Linked DNA regions of Sus scrofa: region 1 is linked to region 2. A link is a contact called in public Hi-C data. All regions are on one chromosome and are shown on one strand. Each heading gives the region's core, a stretch centred on a gene start, on an enhancer-like site or on the middle of the called end of the contact. The rest is flanking DNA. Distances are from core to core; before and after follow the strand shown. Region 1 holds the start of TREML1 (triggering receptor expressed on myeloid cells like 1). Region 2 holds the start of LOC100737927 (adenylate cyclase type 10).

Region 1 (6,828 bases), core at 2,886-5,385, 50 kb after region 2:
CTGGCAGGACAAGGGACAGAAGGGCAGTTTGTTTCCTGTGCTGACGCACTGTCCCCCCCACCCCCACTTCAGAAAACCTCAGAAACCTCTGTCCTGGTTGGTCCATATGCACCTTCCCCACTCCCACCAGCAAAGTTTCCCCACCTCCTCCGTCTCCCCAGCCCCCGCCCCAGCAGCCCTAACTCTCCCTTCCTGGTTCCACAGCTCCCTGCTCCTGCCTCCACTCAACCCATCTCCTGAAATCCCCCACTTGCCCCAGGTATCCGTCCCCAGTTCTCCTGTCTCACTTTCTCCAGTTCCTGTCTCTCCCCACTGCATCTCCTCCCACCTCCATCCCTCAGCCATGGGAGTTCTAGGGTCTGGGGCCCTTCCCGAAGCCCATCTGTATGGGGAACAGACTTAGACTCCCAGCCTCAAATGCAAGACTGGCTGGTACAGGACAAGGGGTTATGCCGGTTCAGGCAGGTAGACAGCTCCTTACCTTTCCTTCTTGCCATCATGGTAAACAGCACCACTGCCACCACCAGCAGGCCCAGCAGGAACACAGCGCCCCAAATCAAGAGTCTGCTGAGAAACAAAGGAGTGGATGAGCTTAGCCCTGAATCTGGCGGGCAGCTACTTGCCACGAATCCCAGAGAAGTGGCAAAGAGATGCAGTTCTCAGTGAGCCATGGTTGGGAGAAAGTTTCCTGGAATGGCATGAGGAGGGCAGAAGAGAGACGGATGACCAGGGAATCCTGGCTGGAGATCCTTGGGGGTAAAGGGGTCAGAGAGGATGAACTAGGATGGAGAGGTCTGTCCATCTACCTGCCTCTGGAAGTTCTCCAGGGGTGGAAAGAATGGTACAGTTTTCCTCTGATGTAGTCTGGGGCTCTAAGCAAGCCACCACGTTCACCTCCACCCTTTTCCCAGCCACCCGGATACAGTCCTTGTCAGTACCTCTTCTTATCCAGGCCAGGATTCAAAGGGCTGGCACTGCCTGCAGGGTCCGAAGAGCTGTCAGCCAGACTCCCAACCTGATAGGTCTCCTCCTCCTCCTCCAGGCCAGGAGCTGAGTCAGAAGGAAAAACTTCATGAGCACAGGCCCATTGTGAGCAAGGTTCAAGGGCCGGTTGAGACGTAGGTACTGGGAGAGCGGAGCTGAGGAAGGAGAGGTCCCCAGTAAGAAACACAAAGAAGGACCACTTGGGATGTTCCTTAGGGGCCTCTCATTCTGGAGGTCAGTGAACGGCCTCTTTATCTTTTATGGTTGTGAATATGCTCCCTTTCCCCTCAACCCCCAGCTCCAAACCCTCCCCCCTGCATTTCTCCTCCTTTACCTGCTCCCTCTGTACCCCTCTGGTCTAATCAGGCTGCTCAGACTATGCCAAAACCCCACTGGGTAAGCCATGCCCATCTCCCTACCCCACCCCAGAGTAGGTCCCTCTGCGCTCTTCTCATTGGACACCTGGTGCCTGGCTCTCATGACTTGGTCTCTAAAGAGGCCTCAGCTCCACCTGCTAGACCTCTCTGCACACATGCAACCCTGGGACCCCCTTACAGGCTGATTGGACCCCATCCCAAGTTCTACCCTCAGGAGCTAAGCCCTGATGTGACACAGTGCCCAGCCTTGCTTGGACCCTGAGACTTGGTTTCTGTCCTCCCAAGAACACGCTCAACTTCTGGCTGTCGGACACGGGGTTGGTTTCTCGGGGCCTGAGGATCTGCCTTGAGAACACCGTCTCCCCGGCCACCCCCTCCCAGGGCATCGCCTTGGTACAACTTGCCTCACGGACTTGTAACCTTGACTTACTAGACCTTAGACTGTGAAGGAAGGAGAAAAACAAAGGGTGACCAGGGTTAACAGGAGTATATCTGTAATATAATTAATAACTGGGGACTCAAAAGATTCTAATGACACCTTAGTCCATCTTCATAATGAACAAATGGAAAAGAAACCAAGAGAAAGAAAAATGCCTTTCTTAATTTCATTATTTTGGGTATTTGGCACAAATTACTAGGAAAAGGGAGACCTGAAAATGAAAAAAAAAAAATCAGCATCCATAAGCAGAAATTAGGCCAGTCTCTGCTCCGTCAGGTAGCTGACCATTTTCCTGAAAGAAAATTTTTTAAATTATGTCTTATTTTGTTATTTAAATTTTTTTTTTTTTTTTTTGTCTTTTTGCCATTTCTTGGGCTGCTCCCGTGGCATATGGAGGTTCCCAGGCTTGGGGTTGAATCGGAGCTGCAGCCACTGGCCTACGCCAGAGCCACAGCAACGCGGGATCCAAGCCGCATCTGTGACCTACACCACAACTCACGGCAACGCCGGATCCTTAACCCTCTTAGCAAGGCCAGGGATCGAACCTGCAACCTCATGGTTCCTAGTCGGATTCGTTAACCACTGAACCACGACAGGAACTCCTTAAATATCTTATTTAAAGTATTTTAGCAATACTTTAAAGTGTTCTTTCAAAAAATGTTTAGACATGAGAAAGTAATAGGCCATGAAAATGAAACTGGGGAAAATAAAGTACTTTCTATACTGGAAACAGGCTTGAGAATACTGACTGAATTTTTCTGCTTTTAAAACTGAATGAGGAGTTCCCATCGTGGTGCAGCAGAAACGGATCTGACTAGGAACCATGAGGTTGCGGGTTCGATCCCTGGCCTCGCTCAATGGGTTAAGGATCCGGCATTGCCGTGAGTTGTGCTGTAGGTCGCAGATGTGGCTCTGATCTGGTGTTTCTGTGGCTCTGGCACAGGCCGGTGGCTACAGCTCTGATTCAACCCGTAGCCTGGGAACCTCCATATGCCGTAGGAGCGGCCCTAAAAAGAGACAAAATACAAAAAACAAAAAACAAAAACCAAAAAAACCTGAATGAGTTGAAGGAATTCAGGTGCGGAATGTTCCCTGCCTGTAGGTGAGGCATGTACTAGATGCTCAGTGAAGACTTTAGAAAAATTAAATAAGATATAAACTCAGTGATTTGCAAACCATTGAACTTATGGTTAGAGGAACAGAAACCTGGAAGATTAAAAAATTCCAGGAGTTCCAGTTATGGCTGAGCAGTAACAAACCCGACTACTATCCATGAGGACCTGAGTTCGATCCCTGGCCTTGCTCAGTGGGTTAAGGATCTGGTGTTGCTGTGAGCTGTGGTGTAGGCCAGCAGCTACAGCTCTGATTTGACCCCTAGACTAGAAATTTCCTTATGCTGTGGGTGTGGCCCTAAAAAGAAAAAAAAAATTATAAGGGAAAAAAACCAGCATCAAGTGTATTGAAAATGCTGGATGGGGAGGCCAAGGCCATCAGCGGGGAAGGAGGAGTGACTTCCTGTGGGGAGACCCACTTGTGCCACAAAGGCGGGGTGAGGGGGCACTATTTGGCTCTTTATCTCCGACTTCTCACTTAGTTTGGTTTCCGTTCCCTGCAGAGCTGTCAAAAGGATATCTTCTCCCAATTCCTCCCCTACCAGGACCTCCGGCCCCCAAGGACCCAAGAATAGCAGATGGGGGTGAGAAGGCAGATCAGAGGGGTAGTGCCCAGCCAGGATAACTCACCTGCGGGGAGCACGTCCAGAGTGACTTTGTGCACAGTCTGGGGCCCCGAGGCCCCCTCCACCAGGCAGCCGTACTCCCCGGCATCCTCCTCCTGCAGGGTAACCATCTCCACCTGGAGCAGGCCACCCCCCATGTCGGTGAGAAAGATGCGGCTGCCAGCCGGGGTCCGGCGGTCCACCACTGACGACACCACGGGCTGGCATACCCCCTGCAGGAACCGGCACCACACCTTTCGAGCCCTGAGGTCCTGGGGTCGGTAGTGGCACTGCACCAGGATGGAGCTCCCTACGGGCGCCTGCAGCAGCTCAGGGAGGCTGCCAGCCGAGCCCTGGCCTGGGGAGGGAAAGTTGAGGAGGGTAGGACGGGATGCCTCCAGGCCCACCCAACTGCACAGGGCACCGGGATCTAGAGATCGACCTTCTGGGCTTACACCTACTATTGTTGCCATGTCATGCCAGTTATTCCTGGGTGTGGGGAGTGATCATGGTCCCTTCAGAACCTTACCTGCTAGTCCCAGAAGCAGCAGCAGGAGCAGGTGGGGGCCCATGGCTGGGAAGGGAGATGTCCGCTCTGGGGCTTCCTGGGGGCACTGACACAACATTCCCCTGGGGGCAGGAAACTTTTGTCTCAGATAGTCACGTGGGGCTCTCAGTGACCATGGGGTGGGAGTCAGGCACTGATGGGCTCCTCCATGGGTGGGGATAAGGAGCTCTTCCCAGCCCTGGTTGGCTCAGCACTCAGAAACCGACCCTGAGGGTAGGCGTGGGCAAGGCAGGGTGAGAATGCCAGAGGTCCTGGGCCCTCTAAGGAAGGAGGCCGGAGGAGGATCGTGGTGACCAGAGAGCAGCAGAGAGAGGGGGAAGGTGATCTTCAGAGAAGTGCAAAGGTCTGAGGATTCAAGATCTGAGGATGCAGAGCTGCAAAGGAGCCAAGTAAAGTGTCCTTCCCATGGCCCAAGGCCATCCTGATTTTAAATTCAGGGGTTTTGGGGGGAGGGGGTGGCACTCCTGCAGTATATGGAAGTTTCCAAGCTAACAGTCAAGTCAGAGCTGGAGCTGCCAGCCTACACCACAGGTACAGCCACAGCAGGTCTGAGCCACATCTGGGACCTACACTGAAGCTTGCAGCAACCCTGGATCCTTAACCACTGAGCAAGGTCAGGGATCGAACCCATATCCTCATGGATACTAGTCGGGTTCTTAACCTGCTGAGCCACAATGGGAACTCCCTGATTTTAAATGCTGTGTGGGTGCCAACCCCGAGCTCTCAGGAGACTGTCGAGGAAGTCCCACCTTGATGGCGTGTCCTGGGCTGGCCTGTCTTCTTTCCTTGTGCTGGGTGCTCCCTAGACACTTTCAGTGTGGACCCTGCTCTCCAGTTCTGGCAATTGCTTTGATAAATACTTCTTTATTTTTCCCCCCTCTGTTTTTCTAATTAGTTGGATAGTGAACCTAATGTGTTTATCTTATTTTCATACCTTTTCTCTATCATTTTCTATCTTTTTGTCGATTTTGTTCTGATTCCTCAAAGATATCTTCCATCTTTTTTCATCCATTCCTCTGTCCTTCAAGTTTTTATCCCTTCGTGTTTTTAATTTAAGAGATTTCTTCTCCAAGCATTTCTTATTTATAACATATTAATTGGTTTTTTTGGCCATGCCCACTGCAGCAACCCGAGCCACTCTATTAATTTTGTTTCATGTTTGCACTGTCCTCTCTGTTGAGAGGCAGTTCTCCATGAATATTTTCACGTTTCTGCATGGTTTGGGCTTTCTAGGAAAGGGAACCGCCCAAGCTTTGTTCCAGGGCAATTGAAGAACTGACACAGCTCCGGAGTCAGTGTGTCAGCTCCAGAGAGATTCGCTTCCCTCCTTCCCCTCCCTCCCTGGAGAAGATGAATTTACGTCCCAGAATAAAGGTCTCTCTCTAGAGAAAAAGATGAGCCACTGTGCCAGGTGCTCCATATAAACTCGAAGTCTCATAATTTGGGGTTCCTCTCTCATGATGAAACATCTAATCCTCATTCACACGCCGTGCAGAACTGGGGTTTGTGGATCCTGCTAGGAGTGTGAGCAATAAACCTTCTGACACCAGGGGGCGCGCCTGTGCTCAGGGAGACCAGAGCTGGCAAAGGGGCGTGGCCGGGAGCTCGCACTGCCCTGATCTGGATGTCAAGCGGGAAAGGGGTGCTACCCTCCCTCCTTCCTCCACTCTCCCTCTCTCTGCCCACCCCACCCCCCTTCAGGAGCCAAGGAGTTAGGAATGGGAACTGGGAGCAGAAGCCTGAGGAAGCCGGCTTCTGTGTTGAGCTGAGCCTTGTGGACCTGGTGACAGGGTGACCAGGTGTCGCTGTCTACCTGGGGCCGAGCCCTTTTCTGAGACAGGACTTCCAGTGCTAACCCACAGAAAACCCGGCTAACTGGACGGCTGTGTCGCCCCAGTGAGTGATGCGGGGTGATACATACGTCTATCAGTCCAGCCAATATGTATCAGGGTTTCTTTGATTTCCTTACAAGAAAATTATTTTCACACTAACAAGCCACCTGGGAATGTCGTGTGAAGAGGAGACCTCTCTTCAATATTAATTAAGTGCCTAAAATGGATACAGTCCACTGCTGGGCGCCCAGGACAGAGGTGACCAGGTGGACCCTGGCCTCTGGGGCGGTGTCCTGTCACTGGACCTTAGAGAGGAGGAAGGAAGCCAGGGCTTACCCAGGACCTACTATGTGCCAGGCCTGTGGCCAGGGACTTTAATGTTATTCCTCTCGGCCTCATAAAAAGTCACCAAAGTAGGGCTGTTTTGGTTGGTTTGGTGTTGGGTTTTTTTGTTTGCTTTTATATTCAAGGGCCCTGAGGCTCAGCAGAGTTAAGGAACTTACCTAAGCTTTCTTAGTAGGAGGCAAACTTGAAATTGGCAAACCCTTTCAGTTCAGGGTGTGTGCCAGAGAGTCCAGGGCAGAGGATCCCAGGGCAGGTGTCTCAAACATAGCAGAGCTGGAAGGAGAAAAGGCTGAGCTCCCAAGAGAAAGAAAGTTCCAGCACATTCTACTGCCAGGCACTTGGCTGGAGGCTTCCTTTCCCTGCTATCGCCCTCGGTGCCCAGATGGGGCGGAAGGGAGATGGAGTGGGTTCTGCTCAGCCTTGGACCGTATACTGTGCCCATGTCCGCAGGAAGGAGACCACTGTCCTGGGACTCGATGGGCAAGTTTCAAGGGCCGCTGAGTCAGGGAGGCCAAGGACACACAGACTGGACCAGGGTCCCAGAAATGGGGACAGAGGCCCAGAAG
Region 2 (6,374 bases), core at 972-3,471:
CCAGAATGGGTTGTGCCTGAATAATCTGTTTGTTTTCTAGATGTGGAACCTTGGGAGAACCGAGATGATATTTGGGAAGAGTTGCTGCCTTCTCTGGAAACAAAGAAGGGAAACTTAGTTCTTTTGGAGAACATTTGGGTTTGATTTAAATACCGAGAGTAGAGATTGGCTCGCTCTTTGATTTCACTCTACCTATGTTAAGAGGGAAAGGAAATTAAATCCTCTAAAGAAATCATCACAAAGGGGAATCATTGTAATGGTAGAAATGGAGGTATAGAACTATGCAAAGAAAGCAGGAAGTGGAGTATCTCCCTCATCCCTTGAATCTAGTCATCTGTCCTGGCTTCCAGGTAGGCTTACTAGAAACTTCTGGCTCCTTATGTGAGATTCAGGTGGTAAGCCCTAAGTTTTTCAGATGATAGGTTACTAAAAGCAATGAGGAGTTTATATCCTTTGGTTTCTTTAATACTCATGCAGAGTTCAGAAAGAAATTACTCAGATCTAATTTCTAGTACTTAAGCCAACACCTAGTTCTAAAATGCTATTTATTTGTGTCTGTAAGTTTGTACATAATAATACCAACCTCATTTTTGTTGTGGGGGGGTGGGTTTTGTTTTTTGGGTTTTTTTTTTTTTTTTTCATGAGTTTGAGTTTGGTTTATTTGAAATGAAATGCATCAGTTGTCATTTTGTCATTGCATTTCAGGTAGCTCATGGCCCCTTTATTGTGGTCATTTTAGCACGTAATAACCCACAAAGTGGGACTGAAGTTTGGATTTTTTTTCTTTGTTGCTAGAAATTCTTTTATCCATTTGTCCTTGAGACTGTAGTGATTACTTCATAGATGCAAAAAGAATGAATGGATGAGTGAATAACTAGTTTAATGTGTAGTTCTTTCACTTCTTGAGTGTTTCTTGGGTTTGGTTTTTTTGTTTTTTGGTTTTTTTTTTTGCAGGATAATTGTAAATGTATATATTTTAATTGCACTGGTACATCGAACATGTCAGTGTCTCTACCACTGGACCAACAGAGCATTTTTCTGGCTAATGAGTGCCTGATAATAATGTCTTGATTTTCCTTTGGGACTAAACTACACAGGTTTTTTTCCTCCCAGCAGTAGGGGAGCACAGGTGATGGATCATTGATGTCATTTCAATTGTTATTTTTTAAAATAAATAAATTTATAAAAATGCTAAAAAGTGTCTTGAGTTTTGAGGAGTCTACATCCCTTGGGTTATGTTTATAATGGTTGGTAAACCATAAATACACATGCAAGTTCTGTGGACAGTGTGTCAAACTTACAGAGGTTGTCCAGCATCTCAGCTGTGTATCTCCCCTTGGTCTCTTTTCCTTCCCTTTTGGTCCTCCCACCCTACTAAGGAGATTCTGACATCTGTGGGCTGATCATACATTTGGTCTTCTCACTGCAAGTGTTAATGAAAACATAATGAAAGTAATTCCATTAGTAAGATTAGCCCTTTAGTTTTCACCAAAACAGCCTCAATTTATGGTGTGTTGTAGAACTAAAGAAGTGAAGACGTAATTTTTAGATTGTTTTTATTTATGTTAAAAAACATGCATTTTCTGATGGTTAGAAATCACAACATGCTCATCCTTTTATTGTTTTGTATTCACAAATCTGAGCAATGGACTGGCAGCTTCAGATGTGCCATTTTCACACTCAAGTCAGGGACTTACTTGAGAAAAAACGCCCCCGGGGAGCATCCCATGAGATCCAGTGATCCATCCTGGCAGACAACAGAAGTGGAAGAAACTTCCTAACAAGGAAAAGGACTGTTAAATAGCTTCGGTGTGTATTTAAAAAGTATCCTGAATTTGCTTGTCCTTAGAAAACTAAAAAGACGACCTAGAAACGAAATTCCTACTTTAGTGGTAAGGGGAAAAGACCACCCTACTGAATTTATCCCAGGTGATTAGTTTCGTCGTGGAAGGATCACCAGTTTTCAAGGAGATCAAAAATTTCAGCTATTAACTATATGCTCCGCCCTTGCCCGCCTTCCGCCCCTCCCCCCCGGAAGCCAGAGCGAGGGAAAAAGGCAATGGGAAGCAGCTGGGGCGGGGCCTCCGGCGGCTTTCCATTGGTACTGACCCAAGGATCCCCGCGCTGATTGGTTGGTGGGAGGGACCGTAAGGGCCGTGGTTGCGGATTGGCTACTATTCGGAGTAAACTTGTTTCCGGTAGCTTGGCGGGCAGCCCCGCCGCCGCCATGGCGACCGGCGAGCGGGAGGCGGTGCCGCCTCAGTGGCCAGTAGAGGCCCGCTTGGCGGCGCTGCTGCCCGACCTGCTGGTTTTCAGGAAGCCCGGGGGATCAGAACCCGAGCTCGCCACGGCCCAGGGCGTCCTCCTTGGCGTCCACGTGACGGGTGAGGACAAGGGGAGGAGCGTCGCTCTCCCCGGCCTGCAGGAGGGGCAGCCGTTGGGCCTCAGCTCGTAGAGGCCTCGGCAGTTACCGGCCTGGCCCCGGAGCGAGCTAAGGCGCTCTTTCACTGCACTTTCCGCTGCCTCCGCGGGAAACAGGGTCATTTTCAGAGCAGGAGGACGCCTTTCGGGACGACCTTATGTATCCCGAGTTCACTTCAGAAATGGTGAAATTGAGGCTCAGAAAGGAGAAAGGACTTTAAAGCCATAACAGGTTTTGAACCCAAGTTTTCCCCCAATCCCGAACATTTCCCAGTAAGCATCCACCTAATCCAATGATTTTATTTGCTCAGTAATTCCTTCTTTGGGTCTATAAGTATGTGCCTGCCTTTATTCTAGGAGTTAAAAGACTTAGTAGCTACTATGAGAGGCCTTCATTTAACAGATATTTATGGAGTTTTATGTGTCATGGATATAAAGATGAGTGATTCAGGTGCCTGTCCTCAAGGAGCTCAGCTCACCATTTTAAGTTCTCCATAAAGGTTTTTAATCCATTCTCCTTGTCAGTGATTTCTCTCTCCCTCACAGAGCAAGAGAATCCTGTCGTTTCCCTTGGCCAGGGAGTCTTAAGAGGGTATGATGGGAAAGGAGTAACTGGATTCTGAGGAAAAAGTCACTTGTGGATGAATCTTCACCATCTGCAGCTTCTAGAAACGTGGGGGCGGGGGGGCTGCTCTGCACTCCCAGAGGCAGCAGCAATCAGCCTGGCTCTGAGTACTTGCTAAGGAACTTAGCAAGGATAATGAAATTACTCATCTTGAAGAGATATGCTTCCTTCACACTGGCCTGATGTGTGGAGGGGTTAGGGGTTAAAAGTTTAGGATTTGCAGCTAACGTAGTCATTTGTGCTTTGTTGGTCAGGGTTTACAGCATTAATGGACAGGTTCAGCCTGAGCTGCAAGTTGGAACATGACATGGACAAACTGGCCCACATCTTCAGCTATTACATTAGTGACATCGTGGAGCGTGAGTGACCACTGTAGGGGAGCAAGGAGGTGTGCTGGGCTCCTGAGGGTTTGCAACACAAGGACGCCTGGGGTACTTTAAAACAGATACTAAAGGGTCATTCCTTTGCTGTCACTCCTCTTTTATTTCTTCAGGTTTGCCACGAACAAGCTAGATCTTTGCCTGTATCTGTCATTCTCCTCAATCTCACATCTGTTGACTCAGTGTTCAGAAAGGGGGAAAAATGCTAATTTTAATTTGTACTTTGCATGTTTGTATTAATTAGTAAATAAGGTGTCCCTCAGTTTGTGTCTTCTAACCAGAATATAATGGGCCTCTTGTGTGTATATAAGATGTAATTTATAAAACACCTTCCCATTCTGTTATTGCATTTTGATCCCCTGTGAGGTAAGAATGAGTATTCTTTCTTTCTTGCTTAATCTGGGGGGAAAAGAAACCTTTTTGTTTGTACAGTAAACATGTTTTGAGTACCTGCCCTATGACATACACTGTAATAGGCGCAGGGAGTGCAAAACCCTGCTCTTCAAGGAGCTTTCAGTCTAGTTAGGTCTACCTAACAAATTGGTCCTATACCCTTTAGTACTAATAAAATATTCCCTTCCTTTACTGACAGTGTCCCATAGAGTTCTGGCTATCATTCCAAGAGTCACCACAATAGTTACTTTGCGGCATCTACTTTAGCCATATAAATGGCTATGTGAATCACCCCTTACCCCTGAGGAACAAGTATAAGTCTTTCCGCTGATCTCATCAAGTTTTTGCGGGGAGTTTTTTGTTTGTTTTGCTTTTTAGGGCCACATCTGCAACATATGGAGGGTCCCAGGCTAGGGGTCCAATCAGAGCTACAACTGCCGACCTACGCCACAGCCACAGCAATGCTGGATCCTTAACCACTGAGTGAGGCCAGGGATCAAACCCACAACCTCATGGTCTCTAGTCGGATTTGTTTCCGCTGCACCATAATAGGAACTCCTTTCACACAAGAGGAGTCCTCATGGATGCTAGTTGGGTTCATTAACCACTGAATCACAATGGGAACTCCAGATCTCATCAAGTTTAGATCTCGATGAAAGGGGGAGATATAAATGATGTATCATGTTTGTGTTGTAACACCAGAATCTTCTGGGTACTAGAAATACATGGGAAAGTAAGACACAGTACCTGCCCTCTTGCAGTTTCCATTTTAGCAGGAGAGAAAAATAAGTAAATAAGATAATAATAGGGTATATATTCTAGAAAGGACATAGTTGAGGTTTAAAAAAAAAAAAAAAAAAAAAAGGGAGTTCCCGTCATGGCGCAGCGGAAACGAATCTGAGTAGGAACCATGAGGTTGAGGGTTCAATCCCTGACCTCGATCAGTGGGTTAAGCAGCTAGTGTTGCCATGGGCTGTGGTGTAGATTGAAGATGCGGCTCAGATCCTGCATTGCTGTGGCTGTGGTGTAGGCCGGCAGCTATAGCTCTAATTCAACCCCTAGCCTGGGAACCTCCTTGTGCCGCAGATAGGGCCCTAAAAAGACAAAATAAATAAATAAATGAATAAAAAAGAAAAGAAAAGTTGAAAGGGTTTCTGTATTAGAGAGGTCTTGGGAGGCTCCTCTGAAAAGGTGTCATGTAAGCTAAGATATTAAGGATGAGAGGAGCATCTTGCGAAGAGCTAGGGGTAAAACATTTCAGGAAGGAAAGTGCTGAGTATAAAGGTTCTGAGGTGGAGAAAGCTTGGTGGGTTCTAGAAACTGAGAAGGCCAGTGTGACTAGAGCATAGTTAGCAGGGAGACGAGTGGCTTGAGGTGAGATTGGAGATCATCAAGCTCTGTAGTCCTTTCAGAGTTTGGATTATTTATTTTTGCACAAAAGTTCATATTTTTTGTCTTTTTAGGGCTGCACCCTGAGCATATGGAAGTTCCCAGGCTAGGAGTCGAATTGGAGCTGCAGCCACAGCCACAGTAACATGGGATCCCAGCCATGCCTGTGACCTGTGCCACAGCTTACAGCAACACCAAATCCTTAACGCATTGAGCTGGGCCAAGGATGGAACACTTGTCCTCATGGCTACTAACTGGGTTCATTACCTCTGAACCACTATAGAAACTCCCTGATTCACACTCATTTTAGCTGTCTCCCGGAGATAGAAATTATGTATCATGTATGTATTATAACACTAGAAACTCCTGGATACTAGAAATACATGGGCAGGCAAGACACAGCGCTTGTCCTCGTGGAGACTGTATTATATGGAACTATTGGAGGGTATGGTAGAGGCAGTGGAGCAGTTATGGGGAGATGGAGATTTCATCTAGTTTAGCGATTCTCCACCTTGGCAGCACGTTAGATAACCACTGAGGAAGCCTTAAAAATATCCTCATATGGAGTTCCCGTCGTGGCTCAGTGGTAATGAACCAAACTAGGATTTTTTTTTTTTTTTTTTTTTTGTCTTTTTGTTGTTGTTGTTGTTGCTATTTCTTGGGCCGCTCCCGCGGCATATGGAGGTTCCCAGGCTAGGGGTTGAATCGGAGCTGTAGCCACCGGCCTACGCCAGAGCCACAGCAACGCAGGATCCGAGCCGCGTCTGCAACCTACACCACAGCTCACGGCGACGCCGGATCGTTAACCCACTGAGCAAGGGGCAGGGACCGAACCCGCAACCTCATGGTTCCTAGTCGGATTCGTTAACCACTGCGCCACGACGGGAACTCCCAAACTAGGATTTTTGAGGATGCAGGTTTGATCCCTGGCCTTGCTCAGTGGGTTAAGGATCTGGCATTGCTGTGAACTCTGGTGTAGGCCAACTGTAAAGCAGCCAATCTGGTAGGATTTGGTGGTGTTCCTGAAGCCAAAGGGGAAGTAATGTTTCTAGAAGAAGAGGGCCATCCTAGCTGGGTTGGAAATAAACAGTGTCAAGTACAGAGATGGCAGAAAAAGAGTGAAAATAGCAGGATGAATGCTGTTGATTTTGGAAATTTTAGTGAAG

What was found. Hi-C and Micro-C count contacts between places; a contact is called where the count stands out from the background.
Region 1: a contact with region 2 is called in a Hi-C map of skeletal muscle, with 6 times the contacts expected there. The contact joins the promoter of TREML1 here to the promoter of LOC100737927 in region 2. A contact is called at or near these places in 5 of 47 Hi-C or Micro-C datasets (embryonic fibroblasts, heart right ventricle, liver and 1 more) and 1 of 2 datasets of contacts at active chromatin or transcription factors (alveolar macrophages).

Annotation. Positions count from the first base shown.
Region 1 is chr7:36,456,576-36,463,403 of Sscrofa11.1, forward strand. It overlaps TREML1 (triggering receptor expressed on myeloid cells like 1), which reads right to left and starts at 4,136. Exons shown (of 6, transcript NM_001243504.1): 1 at 4,047-4,136; 2 at 3,543-3,875; 3 at 939-1,050; 4 at 482-567. The coding sequence starts at 4,089.
Region 2 is chr7:36,408,298-36,414,671 of Sscrofa11.1, forward strand. It overlaps LOC100737927 (adenylate cyclase type 10), which reads left to right and starts at 2,222. Exons shown (of 32, transcript XM_021098668.1): 1 at 2,222-2,384; 2 at 3,301-3,405. The coding sequence starts at 2,228. It also overlaps a transcript of NFYA not described here.